3 separate regions of the Mus musculus genome follow, and regions 2 and 3 are each linked to region 1. A link is a contact called in public Hi-C and HiChIP or PLAC-seq data. All regions are on one chromosome and are shown on one strand. The core of a region is the stretch at or near the end of the contact, and the rest is flanking DNA. Distances in the headings are between cores, read along the strand shown.

Region 1 (3,752 bases), core at 436-2,935:
GCTCCAAATGGGGAAGGGATTCCTAGAGCAAGCTTGTTAGCTACACTAGCTGAGTCAGAGAGTTTAGGGTTCAGGGAGAGGCTGCCTTAGTAAGTATAGTAGAGAGTCACCCAGCACAAACATCTGCCTCTCTGCACTCACATATGCATGTGTAATGTGTGCTACATGCTAGACATTACACATGCTAGACACAACTGAAAAGGAAGAAGCCCTCCCAACAGAGCATCCTCCTCCCTTCAGCAAGGAGCTGGCTGTCTAAAGAACTGGGAAGACAGCTTTTACATATTTTCCTGCAATTCACCTGCACATGTGTGTTTAGGATATACACACTTAGCACGCAGAACCACAATGTTCCATCCACTGAATTTGTTGTGCTCTTTTGGTATCTCTTACTTTATAAAGAAAAGGCCCAGCACTTGCCTTTAATTCCACCACTCAGGAAGCAGTGACAGGCTGGATGGATCTCTGTGAGTATAAGTGATCTCTGTGAGTACAAGTCCTGCCTCATCTTGTGACAGTTCTAGGCCAGCCAAGGCTCCATATGAGAGTTTCCAAAAACAAAACACCTTATTTGGTTGCCAGCACAAGATCGAGCCAATCAATATCCTAACATGGAAGGAGGAGAGCCTTGTAAGTCCCCTCCCCTGAGGAAGAATGGACAACGTATGGCTTCTGGGGGAGGGAGAAATACTCTGTAAGAGTGTGGCCTCTAATAGGTTGACTGCTACAAATGGATAGCCCCATGCCTGGGAGTATAGGGTCAGCACAAATTGGTGGGTTTTTTAATTGGGAAAGAGAGAGAGAGAGAGAGAGAGAGAGAGAGAGAGAGAGAGACAGAGAGACAGAGAGAGAGAGAGAGGGAAACAAACAAACAAAAGAGGACGTAAATTAGAGAGGAAGTAGGTGGATCTGGGAGGAATGTGGGGCATAAGATTAAAATACATTACATAAAATTTCCAAAGAATTAATAAACTATTAAGGGTCTTGTTTGTTTTTGTTTTGAGGCAATATTCTAGACTGGTCTCAAATTCCCTCAGGATCTGGGGTTGACTTAACTGCTGATGCTCCTCTGCCACCACGTTCAAAGTGTCAGGATTGCAGGTGTGTACTACTGCACTCAGTTTTGTCAGTGCTGGGTATCGAACCCAGGGCTTCATCTGTGCTAGGTAAGCACTCCACCTTAAGTCAGCTTCTTCTTTAGATGCTTGATATGCAAGTTTGGTCTTGATTTCACTGAATGCTGGTACACTTGCGGTGGTGGTGGTGAGGGAATGCCATTCTATGGAACGTAGAAGGCAAGGATTGTAGACCGGGGCTGAGCTGCGTCTTGATACTGAGTTAGCCACCACCCTCTCCCACCCCAGCCCTTTTCTCCATTTGAAAATACCAGCCAATTACTTTTTACTCAATCAGCAGGAACTATTATCTTTTTTTTTTTAAAAAAAAAAAAAAAAAGGCTTTCCTGGAACCTAACATGAATCCTCTGTAACAGTATATACCTATAACTACTGACAAGTCTCTACCATCTGGAGCCTGTTATCTTGGTAGGACCTTATTTAGTCCAAAGTCACTTCACCTCAGCAACTGTTACTGTTTGAATGTGGAACAGCCTCACCCCTACCCCACCCCTCTTCCTGTGTTGGAACACTTGGTCTGCAGCTGGTAATGCTGTTTTGAGAGGTTGTAGAACCTTTGGGAGGTGGAGCCTTTTTAAAAGGAAGTCATTCTGTGGGGAGCAGGGCAGGGGGCCTTGAGTCTTAGGGGCTCATGTCACCTCCCAACCACTCTGCTTCACTGAGATCTGAGGAGGTGAGGAGCCCCAGCCACATACCCCTGCCACCAAAGCTGTTTCCCTTGAGGAATTTGGTGGAGCCTGGGATGTAGTTGGGTCATTATGGAGAAATGACAGAGCATGGACCCCTGTCGGGTTTTGTTTTATTAAAATCACAGTAAACAGCAAATTAGCTTGGATAAATCTTTTCACAGATAACTCAGAGTGCAAGGTATAGAAAGTGTTTGTCAGGAGAAGGGTCTAATTAGCAGTTAACTGTAGGGATCCCTCTCCTGGGTTTCTAGTTCACATTTTTCCATTCTCTAGTGTCCGCATACCTGGTAGGTACCACATAGTCATAGCTGAGAGTCACACATCAAAGGGCCAAGACTGCCCAGGCCCCACTTACTGTATGACCTGGGACAAACCTCTTAACTCTCTGTGCCTCAGGCATTATCAGCTGGCCACACTGGGGTAGCCTTGTGGATGAACTGTATTAGATTAAATAGAGTATTCAGAATAACACCTGGCCCATGCTGCGCTGCTGTTTGTCATTGGCTTGGATATATTGGTGCATAAAGTACACCCAGGAACCAGGGATATAGTTCACCTGTAGAGCACCCACTTAGCATGTACAAAGCCCTAGGTTCAATCCCTAATACTCATATTGCAGGGGTCTGCATGTATTTGCAAGAACATATGTGAATATGTCTACATAAATGATTGCATGCATAAGTAAGGTTTTATGGGTGACACTTCTATAGAGTCCTCAGCTTCTCTGCCTCTGAGCCCTTCCTAACTTGATAGTAGCTAACAAAGATGAGACTGCCCCAGCAGAAGCAGCCATTGGCATGCTTTCTGTCCTGGACGTCCTCAGAAATGGCAGGTCTGGAGGTAAAGAATCATATCTGATCCAGCTTTGGGGGTTTTACCCAGAAAACATCCAAAAGAACAAAGCCACAGTTCTTGCCAGGTCTCTACAGGAGCATCAGTGAGTCTGCTCTGCTAACAAAGTTCATGAAGAAGGTCATTTCTGATCCATCCATGGTCATGACATAGGCTTTGTGAACTGTCATTTAGGAACAGGATATGATTCTAATGCATACTAATGTGGCCTGAAGTACATCTGTTGGGACCTCATAAGAGTAATATGACTTCATCAGAACCTGTCCACTTTGAGATTTCAGACTTTTGGCCTAGGGCTTTGTACATGCTAAGCAGGTGCTCTACAGTTGAACTATATCCCTGGTCTCTGGGTGTGCTTTATGTACCAGTATATCCAAGCCAATGACAAACAGGCAGTGTACCACAAACCAGGTGCTATTTGGTCTCTCACTGAATCCTTAGTTCACCAAATAAGCTAGGCTGGCTAAGCAGCAAGCCCCAGAGATCCTCCTGTTTCTGCTTTCCCAGTATTAGGTTTACAAGTGACCACTATCAAGCTTGGTGGATTTATGTGAATTTTGGGAATTAAGCTCAGGTCTTCATACTTGTTTGTCAAACAGGTTACTTACTGAGCCATCTGTCCAGTCCAAGAGTTAAATGTTTAATTGTGCCACAGAAGCTTTGGGAGCTCGTGTTTTCTGGAGAAGAAACTGCCTATCTCCCTACAGGCAACATAGCACAGTGATCCACACTCAAAACACTGAGACCATTTTTTTCCCTCCAAAAGTGATTTTTGAGGCCATGAATGAGGATTTCTGATCTTTAGTGGAAGTTCATCGAGGAATAGAATATGATGCCTGGGCATACTGTAATGTTCTAGATGCTGAAGAGGAACAGAGACACATGCCATACCATGTATGCAGTCAGAAAACAACTTAAAGGTTGAACGACTTTCCTCCTTCCACCATTCGGGTTCTAGGGGTCAAATTTAGGTCATCCGTCTTGATAGCAAGCACCTTTACCCACTGTGTCATCTTCATCTTGCTAGCCCATCTGGGTATTGTCATCTAAAAAGCAGTTTGATTACCTTATTGAG
Region 2 (3,752 bases), core at 371-2,870, 240 kb before region 1:
AGGGAGAGTCCTGCGGTCTCTCCTGCTTCTATGGGCCAACTTGTCTCCATCTGGCCCTGTGTCCCTGTGTGTCCATTAGGGAGACTTGGTGAAGACACTAGAGTCTACCCGTTAGCGGTCCACCCTTCCCCCACCTTCCCCTCCCCCTCTCGGGCTTCCTGGAAAGCAGAGCATGACTCTCTGGATCTCCCTCTCACAGGTTAAAAAGTGAAACAAAAACAAACAAGCAAAAGCAAAAGGGAGGGAGGGAGGGAGGGAAGGAGGGAGGGAGGGGAGGAGGAGGGGAAGGAGAGGAGGAGGAGGAGAGGAAGAGGAAGAAGAGGAGGAGGAGGAGGAGGAGGAGGAGGAGGAGGAAAAGAAGAAGAAGAAGAAGAAGAAGAAGAAGAAGAAGAAGAAGAAGAAGAAGAAGAAGAAGAAGAAGAAGAAGAAGAAGAAGAAGAAAGAGGAGGAGAAAGGGAGGGGAGGAGGAGGAGGAGGAGGAGGAGGAGGAGGAGGAGGAGGAGGCAGCAGCTGCATAGGGAGCCCCAGGTCTCATGCATTCCTGGGATGCTGCAAGGTCCCAGTAGACACTCAGGATCCCAGAAATTCAAAACTCAATCCACATCGGTACCTTCGTTCAACCACCCTTGCTTCTCCAAACCCAACTTTTGAGACAGCATTTTGTCATGTAATATAGGCAGACACTGAGTCAGAAATCCGCCTGCCCCGGTATGAGAGTGCTGGGATTACAGGCATGTGCTACAGTACCTCTTTGACCTCTCACTACCCCAGGGCCTTTGCACAACATCAAAACAAACAAACAAACAAACCTTAAACTGTCTTTCCCTAGCCACCAAGTCCTCTTGTCACATTGGAAACTTTTCCCTCCCTGGGCTTCCCAGTTCTCAAGCCCCTCACTGTGGCTGCCTTGGTCTGCCCCTCTTCCCACCGCAATCCTTAGCTCTACCCTAAGCGCCAAGCTTCTGCCAGCTGATGCTTTACTCACCCAGTGCAGCAAAGGTGTCCCTCAGGTCCTCCTTGTCAATGAAGCCATCGCGGTTCTGGTCCATGATAGTGAAGGCCTGATGGAGACATTGGCTCTGAACCGCCAGGGCCCACCCAGACCAACAGGTTCCTGCCCTTCTCCCCAGAGTGTCCTTGGCTGTCTGCAGCCATAGAAACCTCAACCTGGAGCCTGTAAGCGCCCAGGTCTCCAATTTAGTCTCATGCGCACTGCATCCTGGGAACCCTCTCTGAACCTCTATCCTGAGAGCTTTGGCTCACAGACAGAAACAGGGGCTCAAAAAGAGACTTTGAGTCTTGGAGATGGAAATTGAGACTCAGAAAGGGAAAAGCATTTCCATGGGTCACACAGAGAGTACAGGCTTGGCTAGAGAATAGAGCCACAAAGGCAGCCATAAGAACTTTGAATGATGACAGTGTGAGCAGTCACGGTGGGCTCCTTGAATAATCCTCCTGTGATGGTCCATCTTTATTATTGTTCATTTGGTTAGATTTAGAATCATCATGGAAACCTCTCTGGGTACGTCTGTGAGGGGGTTTCTAGACTGGAGTGAGGTGGGAAAACCTACCTTAAGTGAGGGCGGCACTATCCCACGGGCTGGGTTTTTGACTGAATGAAACGGAGACATGAGCTGAGCGCTGGCTTTCACCTCTCTTGACTTCCTGCCCCTGGCTGCCGGTGTGTGTGTGTGTAACCAGCTCATGTTCCTGCCCCTATGCCTTCCCCAACCCTCACAGACTGTAGAACTGTGAGCCAGAATTAGGGACTCCTTCCTTCCTTAAATCGCTTTTGTCAGGCACTTTGTTGCAGCAACAAGAAATCTAACTAATATAGACTCCCAGGGTCCCCAGGGTCACCAGGGCCACCAACCAACCTCTTTAAACTCCTGAATCTGGGACTGATCGAACATCGAAAAGACATTGGAGCTGGCTGTGCCTTCTACTCTCTTGCGGGCTCTTCTGGGTGCCTAGGCACAAGAGATAAAACCTGTAGCTGTTGTCTCTTTCAGAGGTCCGAAGTCACCAGTGCCAGCCACGGGTCCCTGAACACCGTGGTCCAGGGAGCTCTGCCCGTCTTCCCCATACAAATAGCAGCCGGCTGAAAGCCCTGTACAGAGTTTCACAAGTGTCAACTGGACAAGACCTAGAGCCACCATGGAGACAAACCTCTGGGCACCGCTGCAAGCAAGTTTCTAGATTAGTTAACTGAGGTGGGAAGAACCACCCTAAGAGTAGGTGGCATCATCCCATGGGCTGGGGTCCTGAACTGAATAAAAAAGAGAGAGAGAGCTGAGTTCCTGCCTTCTCTGCTTTCTGACTGCGGATGCAGATAACCCCACCGGAAGCTGGGCTGTATCCTTGAACACTAAGCCAGAACAAATTTACCTTGCTTTGGTATTTATTTTTTCCCCACAGCTAGAGAGAAGTAACCAACACTTGCTTTTCTCAGTTCAGGAGAGACATCTGCAGAGGGTCCACTGCGCAGGGTGGGGGTGGGGCAGCTACTCATGACTCAGTGGCCCACCCTGCCCAGGCCCCTGGTGCAGGTGGGGTCAGATGGGCTCTTTTCTAGCCTCAGCCCTTGTGTGAGGCTTCCGGATCTCCCACCAGTCACCATCCACTCTGATGAGACCTAGTCTTGTTGTCCAGCTGCTAAAAGCTTCCAGAATATTCCTAGCATACTCTCTCAGCCCCTGCAGTACTTGTTTCTAGACAGGATCTCAGAGCTCCCTGTCCACTCATGTGGGTTCTTTCCCCACCCCAAATCTCTCTTTGAGCTGCCTATTATCCCTAATATCTGGCCCATAGTGTGTGTGTGTGTCCGTGTGTCCGTGTGTCCGTGTGTAAGTTAGACGACAGATTTCAGGTGTTGGTTGTCTCCTTTCATCATGTGAGGGATCAGAGAGACTGAATATTGAATTCAGGTCATTAGACTTGGCAGCAAGCATCTTTTACTGGCTGGGCCATTTTTTAGTTACAGTATTGAGACAAGATCTCTTACTGGACAGAGCTTACCTATTCTACTAGGCTGGATAGCACGCCTCCATGACCCACCATCTCTGTGTCCTCTGGGTTGGTATTTCCTCAGCACTGGGATTCCAAGCACGTGACACCACACCCACCTTTTCTCCACCTGAGTTCTGGAGAATCAAACTCAGGACATTATGTTCACAGAGCAAGCATGTTACCAACACAGCTCTGCCCAGATCCTTAAAAGTGACTCTTAATGTCAGAAAGGAGCAAAAGTCTGGGCCTGGGGTCCCTGCCAGACAGCAGCCATTGCCTAGTCCCCCTAGCTGGGGTTTCCCTAGCTTTGCTCACACTTACTCTAGCACCTGTGTGGTCTCCCCACTCCCACCCCACTCTCCCTTTCCCCAGGGCCCCTGGGCCCATGTCAGGAGCAACAACCCAGCGACTTATAATTAGCTTTTACTGGGTGCTAGTCTTGAGTAATCCTTTGAAAGAGGGGGGTGGCTGGCAAAGAGGCCACACAGGGGATGCTCTAAGCCTAGGAAATATTTATAAATCCCTTCAGATATCATAAAGAAAAGAACTCCCCTGTGGAGTTCATCTCTCGTAATTACATATACATTTTCCTCTGATTAATAAAAAATTATCACTTCCGTCAGCAGGATATTCCACTAGTTCTCAGGGCTGTATCACTGCCCCCCTATACACACACACACACACACACACACACACACACACACATGTTTTCCACCCTGGTCTTTCAGGTCCACCTGGCCACA
Region 3 (3,752 bases), core at 541-3,040, 210 kb before region 1:
AGTGCTGGCCACAGAAGCATGAAGACCAGAATTTGATCCCAGAACCCATGTAAAAAAGCCAATTGTTGTGACATTCATTTCTAATCCCAGCGCTGGGAGCCAGAGGCAGGTGGACCCATGCTGGCCAGGCAGCCCAGACAAACTCATGAACTGTAGGCCAGTGAGAGACCCCGTCTCAAAAATAAGATAGACATTGTCCTGAAGACTAATACCTGAGACTGACCCCACAAGCACTCAAGTGTACGCCTTTACACATGAACATCACACAAACACATACCCCAAATCCACAGGCATACATTCAGGCAAAGCACTCAAACACATTAAATTAAAGTTTGGGAAAGTAAATATATATAATCTTTTTTTTTTTTTGGTTTTTCCAGACAGGGTATAATCTTTTTTAAAATCTTAACAAAGTAAAGTCCATACTGAATGGAGGCTGCACAGCATCCTCTTCATGGTCCCCACCAGAGCACCTCACACTTCCAAACTGACATCACGAAGCAGGGGAGCCCTTCAAGTCCTCCCATCAAGAGGGGGTCCTCAAAGAAGTTTTCAGCCCTTCCTTGGATCCAGGTAGGCACCTGTGAGCCCAAGAAGGGGTGCCAAGTGTGAAAAGCAGGTGTTCCCCAAATCCCACAAGCACGGGGGCTGCAGTCACATACTTCTAGAATGAGGGGCATTTATATCCACAGGCACATCATAAACAAAGATCCACAAGTACACAGAGAGACACACAGTCATACAGACAGACAAACACACACATGGCTACACATACAGACACATGCAGACAGACACACATATAGACAGACAGACATACACATAGTCATACATACAGATACACACAGACAGACAGACACGTACATATAGACAGACAGACACACATGTCCACACATACACACACACACTCATATACAGACAGACACACTCACACATAGCCACAATATAGACACACACATACATATACACAGCCACACATACACAGCCACACATATACACACTCACATACAGATATACCCACACAAAGATGCACACTCACACATAGCCACACAGACAGACAGACACATAGATATACACACACACACATGGAGACACACACATACGCAATCATACACATAGCCACACACACACATAGACAGCAATTCATTCACACACTTACACGCAAACAGATACATACTTGAAAGCTAGCATTTATTTACAGAGTCACCCCCATGCAGGGAAATACATTCACACACAACAGACACACAAACATACATGCGAACACACTAATACCCAAATTCACACACACTGACACTCCCTGAGTCATTTCTTCTTGTTTTCCTCCTCCTCCTCTTCCCTCTTCCTCCTCCTCCTTCTCTTTGTTTCTCCCCCTCATCTCATTTGTACTAGTCTCACATAGCCCAGGCTATCCTTGAATTCATTATGCAGTCAAGAATGGCTTTGAATTTCTGATTCTCCTGCCTCTACCTCCTGGGTGTTAGGATTACAAGTGTGCACCAATGCCTGGATGCCCATAGTTTGTCTTAAAGAATACTCTATACTAGGAAGTTGAGAGCAGAGCAACTACCACATGGACACAAAAACCCAGGTCGGGCCAAAAGCAGGCTAAGACTAAGGTCGGGGCTACGGCCAAAGTCTAGTTAGCACTTGCCGCTGCGCCACCCACTTTCTCCTTATTTTGGCCTCTAAGTGTCAGGAGTCATAGCCCAGTGAGGGATCCAGACTCCCATCTCTCCTTTGCTGTTCTCTCTTTTTAACAACCAAGAAACGGGAAGTTAGACTGGTTTCCACAAACACCACTAGGTGGCGCTCCGCTAACGAAAATCTGAATGGACCGCACGGCCAGCTCATCCAGACCAAGGCTGACCTCCTGCCTCCATCTAAGTCACAGTGCCCCAGGTTCTCAATCCCTGTGTGTCCCAGCCTCAGCTTCCATTTAAGGCCTGAGGCAGATAAATGGGAGAGGGGACAAGGTTAGCTTATGGCTGCTCCCACCCAAGTGGTTCATATCCACTCTGCCTCCCTAGTTTCTAGAACGGAACAGAGGCAGGGTCAGGACGGGGCTCATTGGTAGAGCCGCACCTACAAACACCCAGTGAAGGAGCTGGGAGCCTGGCTCAACAGCAGAGCACCTGCAAAGCCCTGGATCCTAACTCCAGCACCAAAACTTAGTGAGTTAATCAAATTAAAAGTGCGATGATAGAGCCAGGCATGGTGGCAGCTGACTATAATCCTAGCAGCACTCGGGAGGCTGAAGTGGGTAGAAATTGGATTTTAAGGGCAGCCTGAGCTATGGTGAGATAAAGGTTCAGTAAGCAATAGTGACTCAGTTTCCCTCTTTCAGTTCCCCTGGGACAGCACTACCTAGCATCTATCTTTGCCCTCTCAGTTTGGGGGGGATGGTTTCAAAGCCCATAGAGAGATGGGAAGACCCATACTCTCCACTATACCCAAACGAAAGGGTCAGAGGCCCAGGTCCACCACTGAGCCGGCCCCATCCAAGGGAGCAGTTTTAATTTTACTGCTTGTCAGTCCAGGATCCATCCAACATTCCTTCCTCCAGGAAGGCTTTCATGACTTACTCCTAAGTAAAGACTCCAGCTGGACCTTCTACAGTAGGAAGTCCTGGGCCACAAAGTACTGTGGACTCAGAAGGTCCCCTAGTCAGACACACGGTGGGCTTGGCCAGTTGTCAGTGACGGGCTCTGGGGCAGAGATAGAATCACGATACTGGATCTTGGGAAAGCCTGTGAGGTGTCAGACACTGGTGTGATTAGAAAGGCCTTTAGGGTAGGTGATGAAAACTTAGAAAATACCCTAAGAGAAGTAGGTTTCATCTCATGTCATGAACCTCACTGGCTCAGAGAGGTCAAGTGGCTGATAGAACATCACACAGCAGAAGCAACACACAACGTGAGGCTGAGTGAAAAAAAAAGGGGGGGGAAGGAGAGGGAAAGAAAACTAAAATTAAGAAAATAAATATATGGGCCAGGTGTGGTGGCACACGCCTTTAATCCCAGCACTTGGGAGGCAGAGGCAGGCAAATTTCTGAGTTCGAGGCCAGCCTGGTCTACAAAGTGAGTTCCAGGACAGCCAGGGCTACACAGAGAAACCCTGTCCCGAAAAAAAAAAGAAAGAAAGAAAGAAAGAAAGAAAGAAAGAAAGAAAGAAAGAAAGAAAGAAAGAAAGGAAGGAAGGAAGGAAGGAAGGAAGAAAGGAAGGAAGAAAGGAAGGAAGAAAAGAAAATACATATATATATGAACACATGTATACACATGCACATACACTCCTTAGAATAGTCCAGATGGCACCTTTAACTTGTATCAAATGTTATCTACTTCTGTAAGACTCACCCCTAGGTACTATCTGTCACCCTGCCATATTAGCCTTGAGTAATAGACAGACTGCAGTAATACAGTCACCAGGACAATGACAGCAGTAATGAATGTCCCTGTGTGTGTAGAGGTCAGCAGGGCTGGGTCAGGCTGGGTCAGCAGGGCTGGGTCAGCTCAGGCAGCCTCCCCGATGCCAAGTCCCTGCAGTCCATGGACTCAGGCTGAGAGTCCTAGGGCACAGGGCAGATCCAGATGGAAACCCCAGGAAGGCACAGAGGCAGGAGTGAGCTCTGCACTGGCCTTGGGAGTCTGTGTTCTTGCCCCTGGGCAGCTCTGGGTCCTGCTTGGAGCTTCATTCATACAAGGTGAGCTGGCCTGGCTGAGCAGCAGAGAGTGGAGGGGGCGTAGAGACATAAACAG

The links. A called contact is a pair of places that touch in the nucleus more often than the background predicts. HiChIP or PLAC-seq counts read pairs in DNA pulled down with a chosen protein or histone mark.
Region 2: a contact with region 1 is called in an H3K27ac HiChIP or PLAC-seq map of double positive thymocytes, with 5 read pairs. The contact joins the promoter of Myl10 here to the enhancer-like site in region 1. A contact is called at or near these places in 4 of 39 promoter capture datasets (the 3T3-L1 cell line, embryonic stem cells, frontonasal cranial neural crest and 1 more), 2 of 15 datasets of contacts at CTCF or cohesin (large pre-B cells and pro-B cells), 2 of 484 Hi-C or Micro-C datasets (hematopoietic stem and progenitor cells and nephron progenitors), 2 of 115 datasets of contacts at active chromatin or transcription factors (double positive thymocytes and memory CD8 T cells) and 2 of 9 other capture datasets (embryonic stem cells and macrophages).
Region 3: a contact with region 1 is called in a Hi-C map of double positive thymocytes, with 1.9 times the contacts expected there. The contact joins two enhancer-like sites. A contact is called at or near these places in 5 of 484 Hi-C or Micro-C datasets (bone marrow-derived dendritic cells, double positive thymocytes, liver and 2 more) and 1 of 115 datasets of contacts at active chromatin or transcription factors (double positive thymocytes).

The regions. Positions count from the first base shown.
Region 1 is chr5:136,447,849-136,451,600 of GRCm38.p6, reverse strand. The region is part of intron 2 of Cux1 (cut-like homeobox 1); the gene reads left to right. Among named protein-coding and RNA genes, the nearest start is that of Gm16599, 57 kb to the right of the region's middle. Within about 2 kb of position 1,685, at least 34 of the 459 cell types and tissues checked have an H3K27ac peak or open chromatin away from gene starts, as enhancers often do. A contact at or near this core is called in double positive thymocytes and memory CD8 T cells, where this site is marked.
Region 2 is chr5:136,691,544-136,695,295 of GRCm38.p6, reverse strand. Myl10 (myosin, light chain 10, regulatory) reads right to left here and starts at 1,620. Exons shown (of 6, transcript NM_001303021.1): 1 at 1,572-1,620; 2 at 986-1,061. The coding sequence starts at 1,049.
Region 3 is chr5:136,662,764-136,666,515 of GRCm38.p6, reverse strand. The region is part of intron 2 of Gm38722 (a long non-coding RNA gene); the gene reads right to left. Among named protein-coding and RNA genes, the nearest start is that of Myl10, 29 kb to the left of the region's middle. Within about 2 kb of position 1,790, at least 23 of the 459 cell types and tissues checked have an H3K27ac peak or open chromatin away from gene starts, as enhancers often do. A contact at or near this core is called in double positive thymocytes, where this site is marked.